4 separate regions of the Sus scrofa genome follow, and all the other regions are linked to region 1. Evidence: chromatin contacts called from public HiChIP or PLAC-seq and promoter capture Hi-C data. All regions are on one chromosome and are shown on one strand. Each heading gives the region's core, a stretch centred on a gene start, on an enhancer-like site or on the middle of the called end of the contact. The rest is flanking DNA. Distances are from core to core; before and after follow the strand shown. Region 1 holds the start of B4GALT5 (beta-1,4-galactosyltransferase 5). Region 2 has its middle 47 kb from the start of PTGIS. Region 3 holds the start of SLC9A8 (sodium/hydrogen exchanger 8). Region 4 overlaps B4GALT5 (beta-1,4-galactosyltransferase 5).

The links. Promoter capture Hi-C pulls out the DNA fragments that hold promoters and counts their contacts. HiChIP or PLAC-seq counts read pairs in DNA pulled down with a chosen protein or histone mark.
Region 2: a contact with region 1 is called in a promoter capture Hi-C map of liver, with 3 times the contacts expected there. The contact joins the enhancer-like site here to the promoter of B4GALT5 in region 1. A contact is called at or near these places in 3 of 5 promoter capture datasets (fetal liver, liver and skeletal muscle), 11 of 47 Hi-C or Micro-C datasets (adipocytes, blood, brain and 5 more) and 2 of 2 datasets of contacts at active chromatin or transcription factors (alveolar macrophages and skeletal muscle).
Region 3: a contact with region 1 is called in an H3K27ac HiChIP or PLAC-seq map of alveolar macrophages. The contact joins the promoter of SLC9A8 here to the promoter of B4GALT5 in region 1. A contact is called at or near these places in 2 of 5 promoter capture datasets (fetal liver and liver), 14 of 47 Hi-C or Micro-C datasets (alveolar macrophages, blood, brain and 7 more) and 2 of 2 datasets of contacts at active chromatin or transcription factors (alveolar macrophages and skeletal muscle).
Region 4: a promoter capture Hi-C map of liver shows a contact between it and region 1, with 5 times the contacts expected there. The contact joins the enhancer-like site here to the promoter of B4GALT5 in region 1. A contact is called at or near these places in 1 of 5 promoter capture datasets (liver), 6 of 47 Hi-C or Micro-C datasets (blood, brain, epiblast stem cells and 2 more) and 2 of 2 datasets of contacts at active chromatin or transcription factors (alveolar macrophages and skeletal muscle).

The regions. Positions count from the first base shown.
Region 1 is chr17:51,333,210-51,335,962 of Sscrofa11.1, reverse strand. B4GALT5 (beta-1,4-galactosyltransferase 5) reads left to right here and starts at 1,397. Exons shown (of 9, transcript XR_002340099.1): 1 at 1,397-2,096.
Region 2 is chr17:51,246,358-51,249,364 of Sscrofa11.1, reverse strand. No RefSeq gene overlaps it. Among named protein-coding and RNA genes, the nearest start is that of PTGIS, 47 kb to the right of the region's middle. Within about 2 kb of position 1,379, at least 18 of the 83 cell types and tissues checked have an H3K27ac peak or open chromatin away from gene starts, as enhancers often do. A contact at or near this core is called in alveolar macrophages, liver and subcutaneous adipose tissue, where this site is marked.
Region 3 is chr17:51,400,007-51,402,847 of Sscrofa11.1, reverse strand. It overlaps SLC9A8 (sodium/hydrogen exchanger 8), which reads right to left and starts at 1,344. Exons shown (of 17, transcript XR_002340027.1): 1 at 1,202-1,344. LOC106506057 (a long non-coding RNA gene) reads left to right here and starts at 1,389. Exons shown (of 3, transcript XR_001301039.2): 1 at 1,389-1,506.
Region 4 is chr17:51,265,709-51,268,462 of Sscrofa11.1, reverse strand. It overlaps B4GALT5 (beta-1,4-galactosyltransferase 5), which reads left to right. Exons shown (of 9, transcript XR_002340099.1): 4 at 182-871; 5 at 1,217-1,333; 6 at 1,961-2,148. Among named protein-coding and RNA genes, the nearest start is that of PTGIS, 67 kb to the right of the region's middle. Within about 2 kb of position 1,417, at least 24 of the 83 cell types and tissues checked have an H3K27ac peak or open chromatin away from gene starts, as enhancers often do. A contact at or near this core is called in alveolar macrophages and liver, where this site is marked.

The DNA of each region.
Region 1 (2,753 bases), core at 148-2,647:
TGCAAAGTCCTTTCTTCTCCTGTTTGGGCATTCCAAGGGGACACTTGCCTCCCCCAAGTCAGCTGGCAGCCTCTTGAAGGTGGAGCAGCCTCTGCTGCCCCTCACCATGAGTCTTCAGTTATTGCTAACTGCCTTCAGAGGTCTTCTGGCTTGGAGCTGATCCTAAAGCATTATTTTGGATATGGTTCCACACTGTCCTCTGGAGTAGGATACCAGTTTGTATTCAGGATGGGAATTAGGAGCTAGAGGAATAGTCAAGGCACTTACAACCTGGTGGTCAAGAGTGCTTTGGGAGACAGGTACATTCTTTTCTTCTTTTTCTTTTTTGGCCGCTGCTTGGCTTATGGAGTTGCCGGGCGTGGGTTCAGATCTGAGCCACAGTTGCAACCTATGCTGCAGCTGTGGCAATGCTGGATCCTTAGCCCGCTCTGCCTGTGCCAGCTGGGGGATCAAACCTGCATCCCAGGGCTCCAGAGATGCTGCCAACCCCGTTTCGCCGCAGCAGAAACTCCAAGATAGGGTTTTTTGTTTGTTTGTTTGTTTGCTTTTTAGGGCTGTACCCACGGCATATGGAAGTTCTCTGGATAGAAATCGAATCAGAGCAGCAGTGCCAGCCTACACCACAGCCACAGCAATGGCAGATCCGAGCTGAGTCTGTGACCTATACAACAGCTCATGGCAATGTCAGATCCTTAACCCACTGAGCAAGGCCAGAGATTGAACCCACATCCTCATGGATATCAGTCCGGCTCATTACCGCTGAGCCACAATGGGAACTTCCAGGTCATTTTTTTACTTAAGCCGTTACTGCAAGGATTAGGTGAATTGCTTCTCCATCACAGAGCCTCAGTTTCCTCATTTGTACAATAGGAATAAGAGCGCACATCTTCGGGTTGTTGGGGTGATTAATGTGGTAAGTAAAGCCCAGTGTATCTTAAGGGCAGGTCTTCACATTAATAACTTATCAACACTGCTGCTTGTGATTCTTTGGTATGTGGAATCTGCCCATATCTACAGCCTCATCCCTGCCATTCTCCCTGCCCTACTGGATTTTATCTATGCTTGCTTTGAGTCTACCTGGGGTCAGATCAGTCTTTTTAACCTCAGAGGCTTTGCATCTACTGTTCACCCTTTTACGTTTCTTCTCCTGTCTGTCACCCATCAGTGAGGCCTTCCCTGACCACATTATTCCTCCAACATATTCCCCTGTTTTATTGTGTTCATCACTTATCAGAACCTGGTATTATGAATTGATTTGTTTCTTTTTCTCCTCCCATTTGAGTGTTAAGTTCAAGAAGACAAGGATTTTGTCTGTTTTGTCTCTAAGCATCCCCAGCGCCAATAATGGTGTCTGGCATATGTCTGCTTTCAATAGATGCTGATTTGAATGAATGAATGAATGAATGAATGAATGAAGGTGTATACCCGAGCCCATATTCCTACAATCCCTGCTTTTCTGTCGCAGTGGGTGACCAGCCGCGTCAGGCATTGCAGACGATCCCTTGGCTCCCAGGTTGGGGGCGCCCAAGCGCGGAGCCGACAGGCACTTGAGCGACGCTCCCCGAAAGCCAGGGCGGTGGCCGCGCCAGGAGAGGGGCTGTCGCCTTTTGGCGACGTTCCCGGCGGGCCACCGCGCCGCCGCCGGGGCCAAAGAGGGGGTCGGGCGGTGAGCGCGCGCGCTGATCTTTTGCGACGGTGCCCTGCGGCACTGGCCCCGCCCCCTCCCCGCCCCCGAGGCCCGCCCTGCCCCGCCCCCGCCGCTGCGCTCGCTCGGGGCCGCTCAGGCCCCCGCCCGCTTCATGTGGCCGGGCCCGCGGCGGCCGGCGGCGAGGAGCGGCGAGGCGGCGGAGAGCGGCGGCCGGCGAGGCCCGGGAGGTGGTGGCCGAGGCCCAGGAGGCGGCGGCGGCGGCCCAGGAGGCGGCGGACGGGGAGCGGCGGGAGCAGGCCCGGCCCGGCCCTTGAGCGGCCGCCCGGCTGCAGCATGCGCGTCCGCCGGGGGCTGCTGCGGCTGCCGCGCCGCTCGCTGCTCGCCGCTCTCTTCTTCTTTTCGCTCTCGTCCTCGCTGCTCTACTTCGTCTATGTGGCTCCCGGCATAGGTAGGAAGGGGGCCTGGGACCCCGGGGGGGTGTCGCTCTGGCCTCGAGGGGACCCTGGAAACCCCCGCCCCGCCCCAAGGAGACCCCAGCTCTCGGAAGACCCCCGGCTGGAAGGCGACCTCAAGCCTGGCCCTCAGAAGATTACCGGGACCCCCGCCCGACCCTTGGGAGACCCTACGCCTGGACCTCGGGGGACCCCAGAACATTCCCGCTCTCTGCACCCCGACGGGCTCTGGAACCCTCCTCCCCACAACATCCTCCCACCCACCTCCTGCCCTCCTTTAACCCCATCCGGGCGCGAACCCGACTGTGTCTTCACACACACCCTCGTCGTGCCAGGACGCCCTCATTCTCGCTTTGGCCTCCTAGAACCCTCACTTTCCGCTCTTCGGCTCCTGAGCTGCCGCTCCCCCTCCCCGGGGTCTCCTTCAGCCCGGGTTCCCGGCATTCCGCGGACCCCGAACCTCCGCGGCCCGCCTGCCTCTCCTCGCGGAGCCCCTGTGCCCGGGTCTCGAGGCGTCCCACCTTCCCCGTTCCCATCCATCCTTCTCCTCTCTCCTCCCTGGTGACTCTCCCGTTTCCTGCTCTCCTTCCCTACCCTTTTTTCCCTCCACTTTCGCTTGTTACATCCACCTCCAGGTCCTCCTCCTCCTGATG
Region 2 (3,007 bases), core at 130-2,629, 87 kb after region 1:
GCCATGAGCTGTGGTGTAAGTCACAGAGGCGGCTCGGATCTGGTGTTGCTGTGGCTATGGTGTAGGCTGGCAGCAGCAGCTCTAATTCAGTCCCTAGCCTAGGAAATTTCATATGCCTCAGGTGTGCCCCCCACTCAAAAAAAGGAGTTCCCATCGTGACACAGCGGAAACGTATCCAACTGGGAACCATGAGGTTGCGGATTCGATCCCTGGCCTCGCTCAGTGGGTTAAGGATCCGGCATTGCTCTGAGCTGTGGTGTAGGTTGCAGACATGGCTTGGATCCCATGTTGCTGTGGTTGTGGAGTAGGCCGGCAGCTGTAGCTCCGATTAGACCCCTAGCCTGGGAACCTCTGTACGCTGTAGGTGCGGCCCTGAAAACAAAGGAAATTTGAGTTCTCTTTTTGTGCAGCAGGTTAAGGATCTGGCATTGTCACTGCAGTGGCTCAGGTTGATGCCGTGGTGCAGATTCAGTCCCTGACCTGGTAACTTCTACCTGCTGTAGGTCAGGGGAAAAAAAAAAAGAACCTTGAGGATATTATGGTAAGTGAAGTAAGCTATTCACAAAAAGACAAATACTGCCTGATTCCATTACATGAGGTTCCTAGAATAGTCAAATCCATAAAGACAGGAGGTAGAGTGGTGGTTGCCAGGGACTGGGGGGGCAGGGGAAGTGAAGGGTTATTGTTCCATCACAATCGAATTTCATTTCTGCAAGATGAAAAGTTCTGGAGACGGGTCCCACAACAGTGAATGTATTTCACAATACTGAACTGTCCATGCGAAATGGTCAAGAGGGTAACTTTAATGTATGTATATTTTACAATTTAAACATTTTTAAAATTACTATAAAATCCTTCTTCTCCATAACCCCATCCATACCATCCGTTTTCTTTTCTTTTTTGTCTTCATGAGGTTTTTAAAATTAACAAGCTTTCCAGATGGTTTTGGCTTTTAAGTCAGAAAAAAAAGATACATTTTTTTCCTATGAAATGTTTTCACTAAAAAAAAAATAATAATAATAACCCCATCCAAGAGGAGTGGCCATTATCCCCACTTTAAGTCTTGGTAGCCCCTAACATAGTAGGTCTTTATTACATATTTGTGGAATCAATTTGTAAATTAAAAAAAAAAGTTTTGCCTCCGTTCTGTTTGTGATCATTTGTGGAGGCAGAATGAGAGCTACGAAAACATCATGTCCCCGCCGTCACCACTGCACGCAGTCTGCAGGTAGCTCTCTGCAGCCGTGGGCCAGGATCAAAACGTGTACAATTCTATATTGTAATCGGCACCTCCTTCCTGTGGTGTGTCCTTTCTTCATTGTCAGCCTTGCTTTTCCGTGTTTCTGTGTAACCTGTCACTCTTTGTTGTCACTTCCTTTTCCTTTGTGTCCGCAGAGCCTGGCAGCTCTGTCTGTTCTTGTTGGGCGGTTGGACTTCCTTCTACGGCTTTGCTATTATGTGATACAAGCTGATAAACCGGCCAGTACATGTCGTTGCCTCTATTTTTTCCTGGACTCTTTTCTTGCTCTGTGATCCTCCTTCACCATTCATGGTTCTGTTAATTTTTAGCCTAACTCAAGGGTTGGCAAACTCTGGCCAGCCTGCTGCCGGTTTTTGTAAATAAAGTTTTATTGGCAAAGAGCCATGCCCATTGGTTCACATCTTGTCTCCGGCAGCTTCCAGTTAAAGTGGCAGAAGTGAGGGGTTGACTTGTGACTGGGACTATGTATGAACCCCAAAGTCTAAACTGCTTGCGGTCTAGCTTTGCAGGAAAATTTGTGCCAGCATCTTGGCCAACGAATTCAGCTTAAAAGGTTAAATTTTGTATGTGAGTCTGGCACTGCTTAGGTAAGGTAGCAAGTCAAGAATTGGAGTGCATTTAAAGCTGACGTTGTTTGGGGACATTAGTTTCGGGGTGTGTTCCCTGGCTCTGCCCTCTGCTGGGAGCACTCCTTCGACCTCGGGTGTCTTCCCTGAACACCCAGGTTGCAGCAGCCGACCGTCCCAGTTCTGTGTGACTTTTCTTTACACCTCATCACCAGATGACTCAGTCCCCTTGTTCATTTGTGTGTTCACTGGTTTATTAGCTATCTTACCCTCTACCTGGTAAATTCTTGAGGGCTCTCCTGGCCATTCAGGGCAGGGCGTGATAGCAGGTGTTAAAATATTTGTTTTGTATTTTATATTTTTATGAGAGAGAGAGGAAAGGTTGCCTACCCAGCTACCGTCTTCTTAGCTTCTCAATGCGTCCTTACAAAACATGAACCACTGCTAAGGAAATGGAGTCCCGGAGAAGCAAAGAGCCTGCCCCTGGGAGTTCTGGTTGTAGAAGTGGGAGCCCTCACCCTAACATCTTTCCTGGTCCCTCTTCTTTCTAAAACTAAGAGCAGGAGATTTAGGGGTTCCCGCTGTGGTGCAGCGGGACCAGCAGCGTCTTGGGAGTGCTGGGACGCAGGTTCCATCCCTGGTCCTGCACAGCCGGTTAGGGATGCAGTGTTGCCGCAGCTGCCGCTTAGGTCTTAAATCTGACCCCCGGCCCAGGAGCTCCACATGCTTTGGGGCGGCCAAAAAAGAAAAATAAAGCAGCAGATTTGCTTCTCACTCTCCCCATTCCTCCCCATCCGCCTCCCCACAGAACAGGGACCGCTTTTCCCTTTGGCTCCTACAACCCGGCCACCCGGCACTGTCCTGGAGATCCCTTGGCCAGTGCCGGCCGGTGCTGCGTGCAGCAGCAGCAGGGAGCTGAGTGGGGCAGGGCTAGGTGGCCAAGAGGGCGAGAAGGGTGCTGAGCTGTGCTGTCCTGAGCTGGCTCCTATCCTCCCAGGGACGTTTTCAGCCAGAACAGGGAGCAGAATTCACTTCACAAGCGGCAAAAATGAACAGTTTGCCCTGGAAGCTAATTCGCAGGTGATGGGAAGTCTGAATCCTTCCTCAGCCACATGATTGTTAAAGGAACAGCTCCTGCCACCCTACCGTGGGGTCATGGGGCCTGGTTTGAAGGGAGCGT
Region 3 (2,841 bases), core at 95-2,594, 67 kb before region 1:
CAGTTTAGTGTCTGGGACAGAGAAGATGATCAACAAGTAAGCTGACTACAGAGTTCGCATCCTGGCTCAGCAGCAACGAACCTGACTAGTACCCACGGGGACACAGGTTGATCCCTGGCCTCGATCACTGGGTTAAGGATCTGGCGTCGCCATGAGCTGTGGTGTAGATTGCAGATGCAGCCCATATCTGGTGTTGCTGTGAACTTCCATATGCCGAAGTAAGCTGACTAAATAAAATGACCACCAGGCCAAAAGACATACATGAAATGTTGTCAGGTGAGGAAGTCAAATTTCAACCACTGGTTGATTCCTTGTTACTTTTTACATACTCATTCCACAAACATAGATAGGGCATCTATAACCTGCAATAGACTGTGCCTGGCAGGTGGGTAGATGGACTAAGAGTGGTCCTTCTCCAGAAGTACCTGGAGGACAGATAACCCCACTCCCTTTACCTCATCTTGTACAGCTAGCCCCCCTGCTCACTACACTCCTGCCATCCTGCCTTCGTCCCTCAAAAAGGCACTCAGTTCTTTCTAGATTCTAGGTTTTTGCACCTGCTTGTTCCTCTCCCACCCCTCCTTCTGGTCATAAAGGTTTCATCTGGCACACCACCTCTTTCTGAGAAGCCCCCTGCACCCTAATGCCACTGCGTTTCTTTCAGAGCACTGAAAGCATGCTATTTATGGTCTTTTTTCCCCACTAACACGGAAGCTCTCTGAGAGCCGCTCCTGGTCGGCCTCCGTCACTACCATGAGACCAGGGGCCGCAAAAGATTAGATGGCTAGTTAATGAACAGATAAGATTCAGTGAAAAGAAACATATGAAAAATGATCGTTACAATGGAGGAGGCGGCTGGCTACTTATGGGGAGCGCGTGGGTGACTTTCTGGAGGCGGCGGAGCGCTGCGAAATCAGATGACCGAAAACTGGGAAAGTGAAATTTGGGTTGCAGTTTGCGCAAGACGGCTTTCGAGACCTACGCTGGGCAGCCGATCCCCAGCCCGAGGGTCCAACCTCAAGGAGGCTGCAGGGCCCAGGCCCGTCCCTCCCGCCCTCCTCGCAGGGGCCGGCACGGTCAGTCCTGGCCAACCAGCACAAGGAGCTCCGCCTTCGGGGGCCGGAGGGCGGCCTGAGGTGCTCGCCGTCACCCGATGGGGCCCAGCCCTGCCGCCTCCGCCGCCCGGGAAAAGCCCACTCACTCCTCTTCCGCCATCTTCTCCCCCATCCGGCCGAGCCTCCGAGACCACCGAGTTCGGAGCCGCGGGGCTAGCGGGCCCGCTTGTGCTTCCGGCTTCCGCTGGAGGCGCGGGCGGGTCGACGAGCGGGGGGCGGGGTCTCGGCTGCGCGAGGGCGGCATTTCTGTCCCTTCGTCTCTATGGCCCGAGGGTGGGAGGAGACTCGTGGGGGGCGGGGGCGAAATCTGTGGGAACTTTCAGGATGTGTGTCCGGCCTCCGTCTCTTGACCCTGGGGCCTCACGAGGTTCCGGCTTTGCCCTTCCACAGGGTAGGGACGTTTGGGGGACGTTTGACCTGTGAGGTCACTGTGACTCACCCTAAGAGCAAGTTCTTTCCATCCAGTGCCAGGGCTTCACCATGCTAAAATTGGGAAGGAAGCTTCTAACGTAGAGGGACCCCAGGGGTATACTTACCCAATCTGTTTTCCCCAGCCGTAAAGAGAACTAGCCACTTGTGTTTGTGCAGGATTGTGCAATATCCTTCTGTCAACGTTGAGTTCTCACTCTACGCCTATCCTTAAAGCAGATGATAATGACCTAGAGATGGATCATTCATTATTTTTTCCCTGTGTCAGCAGATGCTCATTAGACGCCTATTTGTGTCTGGCAGTGGTCTGTAGGGGTGGGGATACAGGAAGGAACAAGGTGAGGTTGGAGGGATAGGAAGGACCCCATCAGGGGAGTTGGTACCTCCCTTCCTGGTTGAAACCATCACATCTCAACAGCTTTGATAGCTTCCTATCTGCCCTTATTCCTTCAGCTTTTCCACACAGCTGTCCCAGTGATCCTTTTAAACTTCCCAGTCACTCTGCTGCTCAAAGCCTATACTGGCTTCCAGTCTTAATCAGAGGGGAAAAATTTTGGAGAACCTACAGGACCCAACCGTATCACCTCTACCTTCTGAGGTGCACACTCTCCACTGTAGTCACAGTGCCTTCCTTGGAATACCTGAGACCGGGAACGCTTCCACCTCTGCACTAGCTGAGCCCTTATTCTAGAATACTCGGCTCCTAGGTTTCCCCTTGGTTCCCACTTTTCCCACTTTCAGGCTTTCGGTTTATCCTTTCCTTGTCCGTTATGCCTTCCCTGACCATCCTATCTAAAATCGAAACCCTCTCCCCTGCTCTGTGTTATTTTCCTCCATAACAGTGAGCATATTGTATATTTTACTCATGTATTCCTATAGTCTCTTCTCTCGGCGAGAATGTAAACTTGGGAATGCGGAGGCATTTGTTCTCTGTTTATCTCCAGTGCTGAGAACAATACCTGGCACGTAGTAAATACTCAAGAACAAATGATCCTTGAATAAGTAAAAAGTTAGTCAATTCCAGAAGTGTTAGGAAACAGAAAGTTTTTGAAAAGAGGAGTACTGTGGAAAGCTGGGGGTGGGGGGGTGGCGGAGTGGACGGGCAAGAATGGAAACCAGTTATCCAGGTGAGGGCTGATGGCACTTTGAATCAAGGTGACAGCATGGATATGGCAGGAATGGTTGGACTATGGGTAGATATTGAAGGCAGGATTGGCTGAAGGACTGTGTCACCTAAAAGAAAGAGGGGAGTCAGGGATGATGTCAGGGTTTTGGCCCTTGAGGAACTGGGTGGAGA
Region 4 (2,754 bases), core at 168-2,667, 68 kb after region 1:
AGTCTTGATGAGCTGAAGTGCACTGAGTGGAAAGCAGAGGAAAGGATCCCCAGCCCTTTTGGAAACACAACCTGCTGAAAAAGCACTGAACCGCTGCAGAGATTAAAACCCCGAACGTAGGAACAAGAATCTACTGTTTTCAGGCCTCTTAATTATCATTTTCCTCCCCCTTTCTGTGCAGAGGGCCCAATAGACATAAACATGAGTGAAATTGGAATGGATACCATCCATGAACTCTTCTCTAAAGACCCAGCCATCAAGCTTGGAGGTCACTGGAAGCCATCGGATTGCGTGCCTCGGTGGAAGGTAGGGGTGAGGTCAGACCGCAGGTACTGGGAAGCCTACCTGGGACTTGGTGTCTTTGGAATCCCCAAGGGTTTCACACTGACATTTTGTAATTTGCACCGTCCTTGCTACTTAATGCAAAATTGTTGCATCTGTCGGGAACATATTGGAGGAATGGGTTTCCCTAAGGGCTCTTGTGTAGCCACAGAAAGTCTTTGTTCTGGTGACCCAGCCGGACCCTTATCTTCCTCACAGAGATATTGGCTGAGTGGGGGAGTTGGCAGTGGTAGGTCTCCTATGAGGCAATTGCAGAAGCTGCCCCACAAATTCGGTACTTCATGCCTTATTTGGCAATCCTGCTGTGAGTTTAGTGGAATAAAAAGCCGAGTTGTCCAGCCCGACACTGAGAACTGTTTAGTTTCGCCCTGTGTGACTGTCGTCAGGAGACGTCAGGAGTGTGGCTCGATCAAGCCTGTGACACCAGCCGAAGTCCCTTCTTTTCAGCGAGTCTTTATTGAAGTACTTGGTCTGTGCCAGCCCTGTGAGAAGTTGTGGTGCAGCAATGATCAAAGCATGTCTGGGACAGGTCGGTGTTTCCAGCCCATCACCAGAATGTAAAATCAATTTAATGACCAGCATTTATGTATAAATATACGTCTGTCTGTGGATATGGTATGTATTTGTGTGCTGGGTCACAGTGAGTGTAAATGTGGGTTCTGGTCTCGGATTCATTCACAGCCCCACCGTGTGCATGTTATGGTGCCTGTAAAAGCGAGATTCACTTACTTCCAAGGGTCGACTTGCCAGCACAAGTCTTCATGTAGAGAAGTTAAGGAAAAGGCTGGTCCCCAATTCTGCAGGAGTGCCCTCCTCCCACGGCACTCCGTTGAGGGGACTAACAGGTGTCCTCTTTTGCTGTGACCCACGGCAGGTGGCAATCCTTATCCCCTTCCGGAACCGCCACGAGCACCTCCCGGTCCTGCTCCGACACCTGATTCCCATGCTCCAGCGCCAGCGCCTGCAGTTTGCATTTTATGTGGTGGAGCAAGTGAGTGGTCCTTCCTTCTCTCTTCTTTCTCTTCTGAGACAGCAGTTTAGAGTGCTTCAAGCCAGTCCGTCCTCGGTGTAAAGAGCCAGTAAAACTGAAATCTAATGATTGAGTCACCCAGCGGTAGGAAGGGCGCCAGAGAGCAGTTCTGTGCTCCTGGTTTGAGATGTTGCTCAATACCAGCAGATCTGAGTGCAGGATGGAACTTTGTTTACCCTTGAACAAAGGCCACTTGTGTGCTGGTTTTACTGGAGCTGCTTTGGGTGGTGTCTTTAGGCTCCAGACCCAGGAAATTCCCCTCAAGTTAAGATAAGGAGCCACAGGTAAAAATGGCAGTGTTGTTCTTCCTTCCCTCTGGGGCTGGGTACTCTCCTGAATGCTGTTATGTGGCTGGCTGGCTGCCTTTACACAGCCTTGAGAGAGAGGAGCTTGAGTTTATCCTTATCACTCCTTTTTATTTCTGAGGAAGTTGAGGCCAGAGGTCAAGTGACTGTAAGTCAGTGATGAGAGCGGCTGGACCCACCTCCCTTCTGGCAGAGGTCTCTCAATAAGCTCTCCTTCAGGCGGGGCTGAGGCAGCCAAGATCGCGCTTCAAGAGTCCTTTTAAAAATAAAGTTCTTCTTTTAGGTTGGCACCCAACCCTTTAATCGAGCCATGCTTTTTAATGTGGGTTTTCAAGAAGCAATGAAGGACTTGGACTGGGACTGTCTTGTTTTTCACGATGTGGATCATATACCAGAAAACGATCGTAACTATTATGGATGTGGACAGATGCCAAGGCACTTTGCAACTAAACTGGATAAGTATATGTATCTGTGAGTATCATTTCCTCCTAATTAAAGAGGTTAAATCTAAAACAGTGGTTGAGAGATGCAAAGATGGCAAAATCCAGTTAGCTCCGACCCGAATGTCCGTCAGCTGCAGAAAGGATAGATGAAATGTGGTACATCCATGCGCACAAGGGAATGCTATTTGGCAGTAAAAGGGAAGGCCGCACTGATATATGGGAGGACATGGATGACCCTAGAAAACATTACGCTCCGTGAAAGAAGCTAGACTGAGTACTGTATGGCTCCGTTTTTTGGTTTGTTGTTTTTGCCGCACCTGCCACATGCTGAAGTTCCAGCCAGGGATTGAGATGCCCATGCCACAGCAGTGACCCGAGCTGCTGCAGTGACAATGCCAGATATATGATTCCATTTATGTGAAATGACCAGAATAGGCAGATGAATAGAGACAGAAAAGAGAACAGTGGTTGCATAGGGTTGAGAAGAATGGGGGAAATGAGGAGTCACTGCTAATGGGGGGCCCAAGGCTTCTTTGGGGGAGGGTGATAAAATTAGTTAAACTTAATTATCAGAGTTTCCTGGTAGCCCAGTTAAGGATTCACCGTTGTCACTGCTGTGGCTTGGGTTTGATCC